Regions from separate parts of the Sus scrofa genome. Here region 2 is linked to region 1. The links are chromatin contacts, called in public HiChIP or PLAC-seq maps. All regions are on one chromosome and are shown on one strand. Each heading gives the region's core, a stretch centred on a gene start, on an enhancer-like site or on the middle of the called end of the contact. The rest is flanking DNA. Distances are from core to core; before and after follow the strand shown. Region 1 holds the start of C9H1orf21. Region 2 overlaps C9H1orf21.

Region 1 (7,196 bases), core at 2,982-5,481:
CCTTGGGAGTGGGCCTAGAAAAGGCAAAAAGACAAAAAAACAAATTAATTAATTAAATAAAAATAAAAATAAATCACATAAAATGAATTCATTTGGATTCACATGAGAAGTTATAGGAGGCAGCCGTGTGCAGCTTTCACTATCTTTGTTTTCAAGCAACATGTACTTTCCTTGGTTTCATTTTTACAAGCAGCGGTAAAGGGAACCTATAGGTTTTTGTCAGCTTGGGCTGCTATAACAAAATACACATGCTGGGTGACTTAACATAGGTTGATTTTTCACAGTTCTAGAGGCCAGAAATCCGAGATCAAAGTGCCGGCATGGTCAGCTTCTTGGTAAGGGCTCTTTTCCCAGCTTGCTTGTGTTCTGAGTGGGGAGAGGTGGAGCGGAGGAAAGCTCTCGAGTGTCTTCTTATTAGGGCACTAATCTCATCATAAGGACCCCACCCTCTTCTCCTGAAGGCCTACCTCCTCCTAGCACCATCAGCATAGGGGCTTAAAACTTCAACCTATGAATTTGGGGAGACAAACATTCCAGTCCATAACATTCTACTTAAAAGAAACTGAAGAAGCAAAAAATTCAGGAGTTCCTGTTGTGCCTCAGGGGGTTAAGAACCTGACTAGTATTTATGAGGATGCAGATTCAATTCCTGACCTCATTCAGTGGGTTAAGGGTCTGGCATTGCCCCAAGCTGTGGCGTAGGTTGCAGATTTGGCTTGGATCCTGCATTGCTGTGACTGTGGGGTAGGCTGGCAGCTGAAGCTCTGATTGGACCCTTAGCCTGGGAACTTCCATGTGCCATGGGTGCAGCCCTAAAAAAAAAAAAATCAAACTCACACATTATAAATGGTTCTATTGCAGATATTTATAAGTGGATATTTAAAGCTTTAGAGTAAAAGAAAATCAATGATGAGAGTAGCACCTTTGAAGGTGAACACAACCTTTCTGAGCAAAAAAGATATCTTTTAAAATAGATGGAAAGATATACCATGCTTGTGGATTGGAAGAGTTAATATTATCAAAATGACTATACTACCTAAGGCAAAATACAGATTCAATGCAATCCCTATCAAATTACCAAGGACATTTTTCACAGAACTCGAACAAAATATTTTAAAGTTTGTTTGGAAGCACAAAAATTATGTTTAGAGTGTTTGAAGATCTGGAACTCAGGAGAAGGGCAGAGCGATGGTGTTATTACTTGTGATGGGGAATCATGTTTTTCATGTTTTTAATATACGTGTGCTTAGAGTCACCTTAATCGTTATGAGTAGCAAGAGATAGTATCCTGTTTTTAAATGGCTAGTGGATTTAGCTTGTGCTGACCAAACCAATTTGCGGGCAGCTCCTCCTGTGTGGGTTACGGTACACACCCGAGCTTCTCTAGCCCCTCAGAGCTGGGTCCTGTCTGCCCCCTTCCTTCCCACTGTGCTCTTCCTACCCTTTCTTCGGCAGCCTTCACCCAAGTCCCCATCGTCCCACTGCCCTCCTGTGGCCCCGTGCCAGGAAGGGTAAGATGGGAACCTCCTCGCCCATGTGACCAGATTTAGAGAAAGGAGAGGGGCCCCAGGGACCGCAGGTGAAATGAGGGATGCGTCTTACATTCAAACAATGTTTATCAGAGCAGTTGATTTCCACGGAAATCCCAGTACCGAAGAGGGTTTACTGAGAAGTGAAGGGGCCTAAGTTCCATGGCAGCTGATTTACATGAGCTCTACGAAGGGGTTTTTTTCACTTTTTCCCCTCTCTGGAAGGTGGCTCCAGACTTCGAAGTGAATGAATAAAGCCCTACAGAACCTGGTTTGTTTCTGGGCAGTACTATAGTTTAATTATGGGAGTCCTTTCATGAACTTTTTGTCGACCCTCCTGAGACTCTTACCATATAAAAGGTTGTGTCTAAGGACTAGAGACAATTAACACTACAGCACACACAGCCTGTTCTCAGCTCTGGGAGGTTGTCTCCTTCCTAACTAGGTACTTGAACATGTGCTGATTGAAGAATAGTGAAATAAATGAAGGGAAAATGGATGTACTTGAAGCACCTATGGAGTACTTTTCTCTGGAGGGTAGGATTATGGTGATTTTTATTTTCTTCCTACTTGGCTGAGTTTCTGGAATTTCTAAATTTTCCACGATGACTATGTATTTTATGGAATAATTAAAAACTTGCTTTAAAAGTTCATAGTATGGATTTTTTAAGCTTACACGTGTATGAAGTGCTTGCTCTGTGACATTCTGCTCCTTCTAAGGTTATCAGTTCAGAGGACCACACTGTCTTGGCCCTCGAAAAATCAACTCTGCGGGTCACTGTTCTGAGCTTTGAAGGGATAAATTTACAACACTGGTCTATGGGGATGAGGGAAGAAGTCGGGAAAGACAAAATCTTATTAGCCTCAAGGACCTTTTTATATAGAATTCTATGTAAATAAACACACACCTTAGTTGCATACTTCTTTCAGTTTATCATAGGAGAAATTTTCAGACATGGTCTAAAAACTCCAGAGAAGGGTTGACTACATTTGGAGAAAGGCTGCAGATGGATTTTCACTCCCAACTTGAAGAAGGGATGCAAAGAGAAAAAAAAGTCTACCAAATCTGAGATTAGACTATTTATCTAAAATAACAACTCATATTTATTGAGTTCTTGCTACATGTCGGGCAGTATGCCAAGTGTTTTATATGCATTGCCACCTCATTTTATTTTCACAAGTCTATGAGATAGACTGGTGTCATCAATCCCATTTTACAGATGAGGGAAGGGAGGAAGGCTGAAAGAAATGAAACAAGTCGCCTAAGGTAACAGACATGGTGGCTGGCAGTGCCTGCCTGGAATCCTAATTAGCCTACCATCCCTTTTTAACCATCCCTCTTCAAGGGGCTAGACTACAAAGAGTTCTGGATCCACAGAGAAAAATCAACTAGAACATGGATAATTTAAAAAATGCAATACAGGTGAGTTTCAAAAACAGTGTAATACCAGCCTTTCAAATCAAAAAAAGTGAGAGCGCTGGAAAACCTTTTTTTTTTTTTTTTTTCTCTCAAGAAGGCTGACTTCCTAGCCATTGTAGATGGGTTATTAACTCATTTCATTAAACTAAATTATTAATTTGCTTTTCAATTAAGTGTGTCATCACTGTCACAGCTCTGATGTGTCCTTCCCCATTTTCCAACATATCTGGGCCCAAAGTGAGAAGTAATTCGGTTTGGGAGGATCTTTTGCCCCTATTGTTTTCTTGGGTGTCCTCACTCGGGAGGCCTGGCATTCCTCACGTGTCTGGGGCAATACAGGAGCAGCCAAGCGCGAGGAAGCCACACAAAAGGCATCCAATCGCTATCAATGTTGAAAGATCAATTCGGTGAGCACACGAAACACACCCGATAGGACCAGAAAAGGGAGAAAAATCCCTTCTCCCAAAGGGTGAGACATTGGTTGACCTCTTGTGAGTGTCCACATACACAAAACACCAAGCAGGTGAAGTGTGGGCGGCGATCTTTCTGAATCCCCAATCATCTCACACGCCACGCAGGCTCGGCCTCCGCCCTTTAGTCCCAAGAGGCCGGGAGGGGCCAAAGGGGCTGTAGGGCGCTAAGTCTCGGGAGGGGTCGCGGCTGGCTCCTTACCCTCCCCAGTGCCGCTTCTGCCCAGGAGCCAACGCTCCATTCACGTTGCAGGCGCTGCGGCTCCAGGGCAGGAGGAAGGCGGTTTGGTGTCGGGGCCGGGGCCGCCTGGGAGCGCCCGCCGGTCCAGCAAGGGGAGGGGCCGCGCGGCGAGCCGAGGATGCCCGGCCTTCCCTTCTTCGGCTTCCAGCAGGCGCAGCCCCGCGGCTGGGCCCAAGGGCTGGCTGGGGTTTCTCGCAGAACTGGGCCGTCCGGGCCTCCGAGCGGCCCCGCGGCTCCCACGCCACTGCCCGGGTGCCAGACTCAGGACGCAGCTTTCCCGCCGGGGTCTCCCTTCCCGCTGGCCGGCCGGTGCTGGATGCGCGCGCGCGCGCGCACACACACACACATACACACAAACGGAGACAGACACACACGCCCGTGCTCGTCCTCTTTCCTTTTCTGCAGCCCTGGCACCCCCCTCGCCCAGTCTCTTGCTCCAGGGTGCGGGGCGCCCTCACGGCCTCGGCAGGGCAGGCCCCTCCCGGGGGCGAGGCGGGGAGCTGGACCCGCGCGGGAGCCGGGCGCGGGGAGGGGCCAGCGGTGGGGGCGTGGCCGGCTGCTCCCGCCCCTCGAGTGAGTGACTGGGCGAGGAGGTCCCCTCCTTCCCTCCCTCCCTCCCTCCCTCCCTCCGTCCCGGTCCCCTCCCCTGCTCGCAGCCCGCCGGCTCCAGCTCGCTCCCTGCCCACTCCCGGGGGGACGTTCCGTGCCGCGGCCGCTGCGGCCGCCGCTTCTTTCACACTTGAGTTGGGAGCCGCGCGCCGCGCTCAGTTACTGGCGAGCTGGCCGCGCGCCGCCGCCTCCCGCACGCACGCACGCACGCGGGCCGGGCTTCGGGGGCTTAGGCTCTTACTCCCGGCAGCTGGGAGGAGGGGGAGACCCCGTCTGACTGTGGGGAGGAGGAGGAAGAGGAGGAGGAGGGAGGAAGAAAACAGGCGAGGAGCACCCGGGCGGGGGGCGGGAGGCTTGCCACCTTCAGCCCCCCCGCGAGCGCCCAAGGTAAGCGTGAGCCCCCGCCAGCCCGGGGCGGCGGGAGTTGGCGGCGCAGCCCGCCCGGGCTCCGCTCCCCGGCGCGCCCGGGTGGGCTGGGAGGGAGGCCTGCGGGGTGCCTGCCGCGCGGCGGGGATGCGAGCCGCGGTCTTGGCGCTGCCGGCCCGCGGCCCGGGCTGGGGCGGCTGGGGCGGCTGGGGCCGGGGCTGCTGGGGCTGCTGGGGCTACCGCCGCCGCTGCGGGGCCGGCGGGGCTGCAGGGGACGGAAGCTGGGGTGCGGGGAGCTGGAGGGGGCGTCTGCTGGCCGGGGCGGAGGGACTGGGATGCGGTTGGGGCTGCTGACGACTTTGGTCACATTGAGGCCTGGGTGGCTGGGGTTCGACACCCCTCCCTTGCCACCCGCACCCCCGCCGCCCTCAGCCTTTCCTGCTCCTCTCGAGCTTTGCCTGTAGCCGCCGTACTTTGCAAGCCAGAGCTTGGAAGAAAACACAAAATTTAGAATCCTTTGCTAAATCTCCAAGTCTCTTCTCCCGCTCCGACAGATTGATGTGTTTGTGTGGGTGCTGTGATCCCTGGGATTTTTGAAGTTTTGACCTTTTTGGGGTGGCTTGTTTCCGTGCAGCTGTTTGCCCATCTCGATGTATTTATTATTCGTGCCCATGCGAGGCAGCCAGAGGGTGCTTCGTTATTGTACAAGGGAAAGATTTCACTCCCCTCTGCAGGCAGTTCTCGGAGTGCGGCCGCCGCAGCTGCCTCTGGTCTTCTGCTCGATGTCCTTCCCCATCTTCCACCCTGCCCCCCACCTCCTCCGAGGGATTCCCCCCCCCCCCCAGCTCCTACCGTTTGTGTGAGAGAAGCCCCTGGGTTTAGAGGCTCTCATTTCCCATTCATCCCTCTTCTAAAGCTCTGAATTGGATCAGGCACGATGGTGGAAATTGAGGTGGCTTTCTTTGCTCCAAGAGTTGCACGGTCAGAGATAAAAATATATACACAACAACAACTCATTAATCCTGGGGGATGACAAGCACAATTTGAGATCGAAGTGTTTGGTTTCCAGTAGGAAGTTGACGACCTATGTATGAGGTATCTTCCATCGCATGCGGGGTAGGAAAATTGTTTTAAAATAGATAGCGCTTGTGTTCTACGTGGCTGGAAGACAAGCCCTAAAGTTCAGCTATTGGAGCAAGTCTGAAAGTGATACACCCTGGTCACACAGAACCTCGGTAAAGACACATATGCTCTGACTCAGACTTTGGGAGCTGGGCTGACACACCATGAATTCTATGTAGCACTTTTAATTTTTTTTTTTTTTTTTTTTTCTTTTAGGAAACAGTATGGGCTGTTTGGGGAAGTGACATGTTCATTACACACAGTCTGATGTTATGAGCCCTTCCCTACTCCAGGGGCTGGGCTCACCTTCTGCCTAATGAGAATAACCTTTCCCTTAGTAGAATTGGGGTATACCTGGGTAGAAAAAAATTGTGGGTAGGGCTTGGGCTGCTTTAACTTTCTTGAGGGGAAAAGGTGATGTTTCTGAAGAGTTTTTAAGTCCAAGATGCTCCATTTGGAGGTTCTCGTCCTTTTTTCATATTTCTGTAGCTGGATTTTAGGATCAATAGAACATGTTCTGTGTTGCTGCTTTGGAAATGCAATTGATCAGACATGGAAATTAATTTAGGCTTGATCATCTGTTTGTTTTTGTTTTTCTGCTTGTAAAGTAGGAAGTGCTAGTGATAGGACAACTGAATATATTCACATCTGCATTAAACCCACACTAGGACTAGCACTTCAGGGATCAGAAATGTGGCATCAAAATGTAACCTCCCTTGTGTTTCCTGTTGTGCACACTGGGTTCGGAGAACCGGCTCTGAAAGGCTACTAGGAAAAGCAACAATGACAAGCAAACTCAGCCCTTGGATGAGCAGATGCTTGTGAAGGAGTAGGGTGCTTCTTCTGTCAACTTTATCTGCATCTGGGCATTTTTCCCAAGAAAAATGGGAAATTTTGGTTGGTAGGGAGATCTTCTATCCAGTGTGACAAGTTCATCCTAGAACAGCCCTGGGATTCCAGCATCCCTCCTCAGCACTGACTCAGTTTCCCTGGTCGAGCTGATGATTTTGTTTTCTTGGCTAGTAAGTTACCCTTTTGCCATCGGGTCCCTGACTTCACTTTATTGTCCTGCTCTGTCGGATTTCTGGGAATTAATAGGCCCCTGTCTGAAGTGTTTGAGTTTCTTGAGGAATCACAGGGTTGAAATCAAACCTTGTCCAGTAATTGGCAGTATTTGCTGTGATGCAGAAACTCTGCCCAGGAGGAAGGTGGCGTGACCCATTGTGAGAGGCATTTCCAGGTTGATGGTGCCTTGGTGCTGTGCTGGATTTTGGACCAGGCAAGCCTTGCCTGCTACATCCTGAGTGGCTTGCTGCAGACTCCTAGTGGCTGCCTTCTACTGGCTAACTTCTGTCAGAGAATGAGATGCCCCAGTTGGAGAGGAAGAGTGATGGTGCCTCCCCTTAGAACAGGAGAGTGCAGAAGAACATTCGCAGAGG
Region 2 (7,196 bases), core at 1,259-3,758, 79 kb after region 1:
TTCAGTTTCAGCCAAAACAGAAACTGACGCTTGATTTTTCAGAGGTCAGTTGAGTCTAGGAAGCACGGTTCAACATCTCTGGATTCTAATTGACAGGAAATGCACATCAGGGTCCCGCTGACTTGTCCATTTCGGAATCTCTGGTCCCTAGTGAAATGTTGAGAACTAAACAAGTTTCCCAAAAATGATTGTTGAAATAAATAAATAGCACATTTTTTTCTGGGGGCGGATTAGGGCCAACCACACAAGTGCCAAAAGCTTTCAAAATGTCATTTTACTAGTATGAGATTACACATAGCTTCCTTCCTGTCCTTTTAGGGAGTATATACTGAACATAATTTTAAATTGTCTATGATGGCTCAGAAGAGCCTTTTCAACTATAACTGTTGGTGAGCAAAGAAAGGCTGGTGACCCGGGACCTGGCTGGTGACCCGGGACCTGGAGAAGGAGAGTCCCTTCCTTAACAGCCCTCCCCACATCTCTTTGTGAAAAGAGGGTTCTAAGAGAATTCATTGGCTCAACACCTATTGCAAACCTACTCTGTGCCTGACCTGTGCCCAAGGGAATATAGAGACGAATAATCAGGACATGGTTGGTTGTGACCTCGGAAATCTGCCTGGTGAGGGAGACAGATACGTAAATGTGTAACAGCAGGAGGATGAGAGCCACACCGTCACTGAGGCTGTGACAGAGCTTAGGAGAGCTCACTGACCTTTGACGTGTCTGCCCACAGCAGCCTCTGCCTCCAGAGCCCTGGGGTGGGGTGTCCCCACGGAGCTGGCCCGGCCCCCGCAGCGCTGCGGAAACGCCATTGCAGCCCCCAGCTCTCTGTGCACGAGCTGCAGTGGGAGCTCCAGTTTCTCCTGCTATTTCAGCTGATGCCTCTTGCTTTCTGTCTGCGTTCTATCTGCCTGCTTGTTTTTGGTTTAGTTCCTAAGAACCTCTAAGCTGACACAGTTTACCTCTCACCTGTCTGTCTGCCTCTTCTTTCTAGTCTTTTTTCACCTCCGCCACTTGCTTTGTAAAGTTTCTCACCATCCCGCTCAGTCAGGATGATGGTGATGATGACAATAGCTGTCATGTCCTGATAGTTTACAGATCGCGAGGTGCTGTGCTAAGCATTTTCCCTGTATTGTCTCATCTGCTCCGCTCAGAATTCATGCAGTCTGATCCCATCTGGTAAATGAGAGCGCAAGGCCCTGTGTAGTAAATAACAATGACCAAAGCCACGCAACTCCTTTCCTTTACAAAAATCACAAAACACTGGATGTAGTCTTTGTATCTCTAGAATTTTTATTGTGTGTGTGTGTATGAGAGAAAAAAGAGACTAAGTCCTTTACCAACAAAGGTTTTATGTTTTGCTTTCTCTGTGTTTTCAGGGCACTGCCAGCAATTGAGCTGTTCTGGATAGCACTCGAAGGTTCTAGCAGGCAGAATTTCAGATAGCCAAGGCTTTCCCTTAGGGATGCTCATTTCAGTAAACCACCCTCTGCCCATCAGGAAAGTGATGGGTTTACTCAGTCACTGGATCACGGCTGACTTCTCCTCAGACCTGGGATCCTGTGGCCTGAGGCAGAGCCCTGGGAGAGAGAGATCTTAGGCTGGAGCTTGCAGCAGCCTCTGATGGATGAGTTTATTTATTTTAGTAGGGAGGGGGTTAAAGGGGGAAGGAGTCTGTTGTGGAAAGAGAGGGATGTGCTTTTAGATATAGAGAGAAATGCTTTTTAAGATTGTAGCCTTCAGATCTTATTAGTGTTACTACATTACTTTGTTACAAGTTTTTATAATTCTGAGGGCAGGAAACATACGCATACTCACATGTTACCACCACAATCCACCAGCAGGCTCTTTGGTTTTTAAACGATTCTCCCATTTGTGCCTGATGGTTAGTTTAGGTAATTCGTGTCTTTTATGTCTGTTGTTCCTACTTCTTTTTTTCTACCGTTGTGACTAGTTTAAGACTGAGCTGCAAGCCATTTCCACATTAAGTTTAGAGATTGAATTGAATCAGAAATGTGAAACACTCTTTCCTTGTGGAAGAGTTGAGACTTTGTAATTCAGTGATGAAAACATCCCCTGTGCTTTTCCAGGGTGTGTGTCAGACAAAGCTCCATGGCCTTTCATCTCTTGTCCTCAGCATCAGGCAGGTAACATTCAGCTTTCCAGGGGATTAATCCAGCTGCAGTTCTGTTGTAGTTGATGGTGTTAAAGAGGATCAACAGCTCCAAACGGACGCGCCACGTCTTGCTGTCCTTGTCCCCAAGTGAGCGTCTCTAACCAAGGGTTTGCTAAGAGTAGCACACGATGCTGGATGTCTCTCCGTGTCTTGTTGCAGAAAATAAAACTGAGATAAGCACTCATTGAACTAGCTTGAAATATCCTAGGACGTTGAAGCACATCTCTGAGACTTCCTTTCCCGGCGGGGTGTCATTGGAATTCTACTCGTGTATTTATGATCTGTCAGTCCCGTCCGAATGCGAGCCCTTCAAGGGCGGGGATTCCGTCTGTGCTTCACAATACGTTTCAACACACAGATGGCCAGGATATCCTTCACTGACCATTGAGGAAGGATTGTGAACTTATCTGCTTAGATTAGAATCAAATTGCGCTTTTGTTTGTTCGTTTTTTTTAGTAATACATCCTTATTCTACTTACACAGTCTAGTCATTTCTTGACTTTTCTTTTTTCCTTTCCATCTATCTTCTGTCGTTGTTTTCCCGGGCCACATAGGGGAGCCTACTGGGCAAACTGATTTCACCCAATGCTCCTGGAAAGTCATGCCAGGCCACCGGCATAGCAGAGTGTGCACAGAAGACTATTCTCGTGCACTTATAAGTACTTGGCAAAGCATTTCATAATCTACCTAGGTTTTTAAAACCAAAAAAAGGGAAAACAGCTGTTACTATTAGGGTACTGATAATTCCAAGGAAATCAGGTGGATCTGTCACAAGTGACACGGTGAACTGGCAGGCCAGCTGTCAGAAGATGCCAATCATGGGTGTCCTGGTACAGAAAGTTCCCCACTGACACAAGATTGGCAACTTCCTTCATATGCCCTTGGTATTCTGAGTCTTGAGAGTGGAAAGAGGAGAAGAGAACTCAAAGTCCAGGAATGTCTGCCACTGGCTTTGATCGTGAAGGAGCAATTCTAGAAAGGGCGAAGTTCTTCTGCATGGATTCACCCTGGTGTGGGTGGGCGGCTTTAATCAGGATCTGATACTTTCCTCTCTTGCCTTCCAGAAAGAATGTCAGCCTTGCATGAACTTGTGTGAACACATACAGGTGATAAAGGAAGAGAGTTTTCAGCTACAGGGTAAAGGCACTAAACTCTTAAATCCTGAAGAACAGTTATTCCACAGACTTTTTCAATTCAGCCCTCTCTGTAAGAAACATTAAAAACATTTATTTTAGTCTGTTAAAGGCAGAATAGAGAAGAGGACATAAGAGAGCTAAGCTTTGTTCATTTTTTCACTTGATACACGATTGAAATCAACACCCTTGGGCCAAAACATAATAGGTAATAATCTTTAGACCTCATAGGGCTTCCTGAAATATTTTGGAAAAAAGATTTGCAGGTATATCTTAATTCGGTAAATGTTGAAACAAAGTATATAAATAAATTGAGTCTAGGTGAGAAATGGCCTTTTTTTTTGCTTTTTAGGGCCACACCCACAGCATATGGAAGTTCCCACGTGAGGGGTCACATCAGAGCTGTAGCCACTAGCCCACATCGCAGCCACAGCAATGTGGGATCCAAGCTGGGTCTGTGACCTACACCACAACTCACAGCAACGCTGGATCCCTGACCCACTGAGTGAGGCCAGGGATCGAACCCACATCTTCATGCTTACTAGTCAGATTCGTTTCTGCTGCGCCATGACGGGAAATCCCAGAAGTGGCCTTGTTATAAGTGGTAATTTCATCCTTAGCATCACTTGAACATATGTTCAGGTAGATCATAGAGTCAAAGGGAGAGGCTCGGAGAGATGAAGCCCAGCTTTGGCACTGAGGCAGGCGAGTGACCCCTGAGACCGGAGCTCAGCATCCTCACAGCCCCTCCGGTGCTCTTTCCACTGCTCTCCTTGCCCCCCATCGCCACACCTCACTGCGGAAATCCAGCAGAAATTGTATCTTCCTGTATGGGACTTAGTGTTATGTTTCTGAGCGATACCTCTGTACAGTGATTGTTTGTGGAAGTGAAACTTTTCCCATCAAGAAAGCAGAAGCAAATATGCCTGTTTCTTTGCTGTTAATAGCATATTGTCAGTTGTCACGGCACCAAGTGAGTGTGGGTCCAGGAATGAGGATCTTGAGTTGCCAGCAGTTGCTGGGTGATAGGAAGCCTGGGCTTTTCCAGAGTATCCTCATGTCACATGTGACATCTCTTTGTGTGTTATCTTTAACATGCACAATGAAATGTGAAATGGTGTTAACAGGAGCCCAAGGACACCAAAGCGGCAAGATGAGAAATCACTTTTCGGCTGTCTTTCTTCTCCCCCCAGTGGGCTGCTGTATTAACACTCATTATAGCGAAGCAGAACAGATGGGCAAACAGACTGATTAGTTATTTATATATATATTTTTTTTCTTTGTGAAGCTTAGATGTTGGCTCTGTCTTCAATAAAAGAAAGGAGTTTTTAGATGTTGCCTTGTCTTGATTTTCCCTTTTTAATTAAAGGAGGAAAGGGGACACTTTGCTCCTGATCTATTAATAATGTGTATTATCCCTTTCTTAACTGCTGACTTCATAGCTCTCTGTGTACCCATTGCAGTTAGAATTTGATTTTTCTCCAGTCCTCTGAGCTGCATGTGGTGTCTTCATGTTCTTTCTGGCTTAGGATTTCGTTATGGAGTTTATCAGTTTTAATTCATTTTTTTAAAAGTGTCTTTCTTGACAAGGGAACTGTCTACAGTATTTTTGGCTTTTCCATCCAAAATGAAAAAGTCCATGACTAATTGGTGGAAAGGGAAATTATTCATAATATTATGTAAATAGAAATATTTCGCATAACTTTTTTCAAAAAGGTCAAATACCTCTGATTTTTCTTAAAACAGATTTTGCATATTTCCCCTTCTCAATATAATTTTAGTGTATTTAAAAATTTTTTATTCACTTTTTTTTTTCTTTTTATGGCCATCCCCTTGGCTTATTGGAGTCCCCAGACTAGGGGTTGAATTGGAGCTGCAGCTACCAGCCTATGCCACAGGCATGGTAACACCAGATCCAGATGCATCTGCAAGCTACACTGCAGCTTGCAGTAACACCATATCCTTAACACATTGAGTGAGGCCAGGGGTCAAACATGCATGTTTATGGAAACTGCATCTGGTCCTTAACCCACTGAGCCACAGTGGGAACTCCTTATTTATTTTTATACAGCCACACTTGCAGCACATGGAAGTTTCCAGGTCAGGGATTGAATCTGTGTCCCAGCTATGACCTACACTGTGGCTGCAGCAATGCTGGATCATTTAATGCTGGATTCCCTGTACCTGATCTGGGGATTGAACCTATGCCTCTACAACAAGCTGAGAAGCTGCAGTCAGATTCTTTTTTTTTTTTTCCTTCTTTTAATCTTTTTAGGGCTGCACTTGCTACATATGGAGGTTACCAGGCTAGGAGTCAAATCAGAGCTGTAGCCACTGGCCTATGCCACAGCCACAGCAATGCTGGATCCAAGCCATATCTGTAATCTACACCACAGGTTACAGCAATGCCAGATCCTTAACCCACTGAGTGAGGGCAGGGATCGAACCTGTGTCCTCATGGATACTAGTCAGATTTGTTTCTGCTGAGTCATGATGGGGACTCCTGCAGTCACATTCTTAACTGACTATGCCAAAGTGGGAACTCTAGCCTTCCTTCTCAATTTTGTAGAAGTAGGTTTTGTGATGCAATTATGCTTTCAACTCAGAAAATTAAGGTAAAGAAGAAAAGCTATCTGTAATCCCACTTCTGAATATATATTAAAAGGAAGTGAAATTACCATTTTGAAGAGTTATCTGTACCCCCATGTTCACTGCAGCAATATTCACAATAGTCAAGGTATGGAAGCAACCCAAGTTTCCTTCAGTGGACCAAGAAAATGTGAGAAACACACACACACACAGGAATGTTATTCAGCCTAATTTTGAAGGAAATCTTGCCATTCACACCTACATCCATGAACTTGGAAGGAATTATGCTGAGTGAACTAAGCCAGACAGAGAAAGACAAATATGGCATGGTATCATACATAGACTCTTGAAATGAAAGAAGTCAGACTCACAGAAAGAGAGTAGCATTGTGGTTGCCAGAGTCTGGGGGCACAGACTGGTGAAAGGGTAGAGACTTTCAGTTAGAAGATGAATAAGATCTAAGGTATGACATGAAGACTGCAGTTGCTCACCCCCTGTTGTATAATTGAAAGTTGCTAATAAGACAGTAAAACTTGTGTTCTCATTTAAAAAAAAAAAAAAAAAAAGGTAAATATATAAAGTGATAAATGTGTTCATTAACTTGGTGAGAATCCTTTCACATTGTACAGTATATTCAATCATTCTGTTGAATACTTTCGGTATATTGCAGTTTTTTTTCAATTATACTTCAATATAGCTGAAAATAAAATAAAGAGAAATCATCCACATTAAAAAAAAAAAGCAAAGAAAAAAAGGCCGTCATGTTTTCTTAAAAGGGGCAAATGAATCACACATATGTAATATGCATAAAAACCTCATGGACTTACAGTGTCCTCATGTTAGAATGTGAAGTGTTCTAGAATAATAACTCCCCTAAGGAAACCTAAAATAGTACCAGGAGAGGAGGGATAAACGTGCATGGCTACAGACTATTTTAGTCCTTTTTAAAATTTTTGAACAGGATTTATAAATTCACTAATGTTGGAGTTCCCGTCGTGGTGCAGTGGTTAACAAATCCGACTAGGAACCATGAGATTGCGGGTTTGATCCCTGGCCTTGCTCAGTGGGTTAAGGATCCGGCGTTGCCGTGAGATGTGGTATAGGTGGCAGATGCAGCTGGGATCCCACGTTGCTGTGGCTCTGGCGTAGGCTGGTGGCTGCAGCTCTGATGAGACCCCTAGCCTGGGAACCTCCATATGCCGTGGGTGCAGCCATATACATACATATATATATATTCACTAATGTATTTTATCAAAAGCAGGAAAAACATCCTATAAAGATGGTGCTCCATGAGGTCA

What was found. HiChIP or PLAC-seq counts read pairs in DNA pulled down with a chosen protein or histone mark.
Region 2: a contact with region 1 is called in an H3K27ac HiChIP or PLAC-seq map of skeletal muscle. The contact joins the enhancer-like site here to the promoter of C9H1orf21 in region 1. A contact is called at or near these places in 5 of 47 Hi-C or Micro-C datasets (fetal heart ventricle, mesenchymal stem cells, psoas muscle and 1 more) and 2 of 2 datasets of contacts at active chromatin or transcription factors (alveolar macrophages and skeletal muscle).

What each region holds. Positions count from the first base shown.
Region 1 is chr9:125,608,851-125,616,046 of Sscrofa11.1, forward strand. C9H1orf21 reads left to right here and starts at 4,232. Exons shown (of 6, transcript XM_003482739.3): 1 at 4,232-4,656.
Region 2 is chr9:125,689,178-125,696,373 of Sscrofa11.1, forward strand. The region is part of intron 1 of C9H1orf21; the gene reads left to right. Among named protein-coding and RNA genes, the nearest start is that of C9H1orf21, 80 kb to the left of the region's middle. Within about 2 kb of position 2,509, at least 9 of the 83 cell types and tissues checked have an H3K27ac peak or open chromatin away from gene starts, as enhancers often do. A contact at or near this core is called in skeletal muscle, where this site is marked.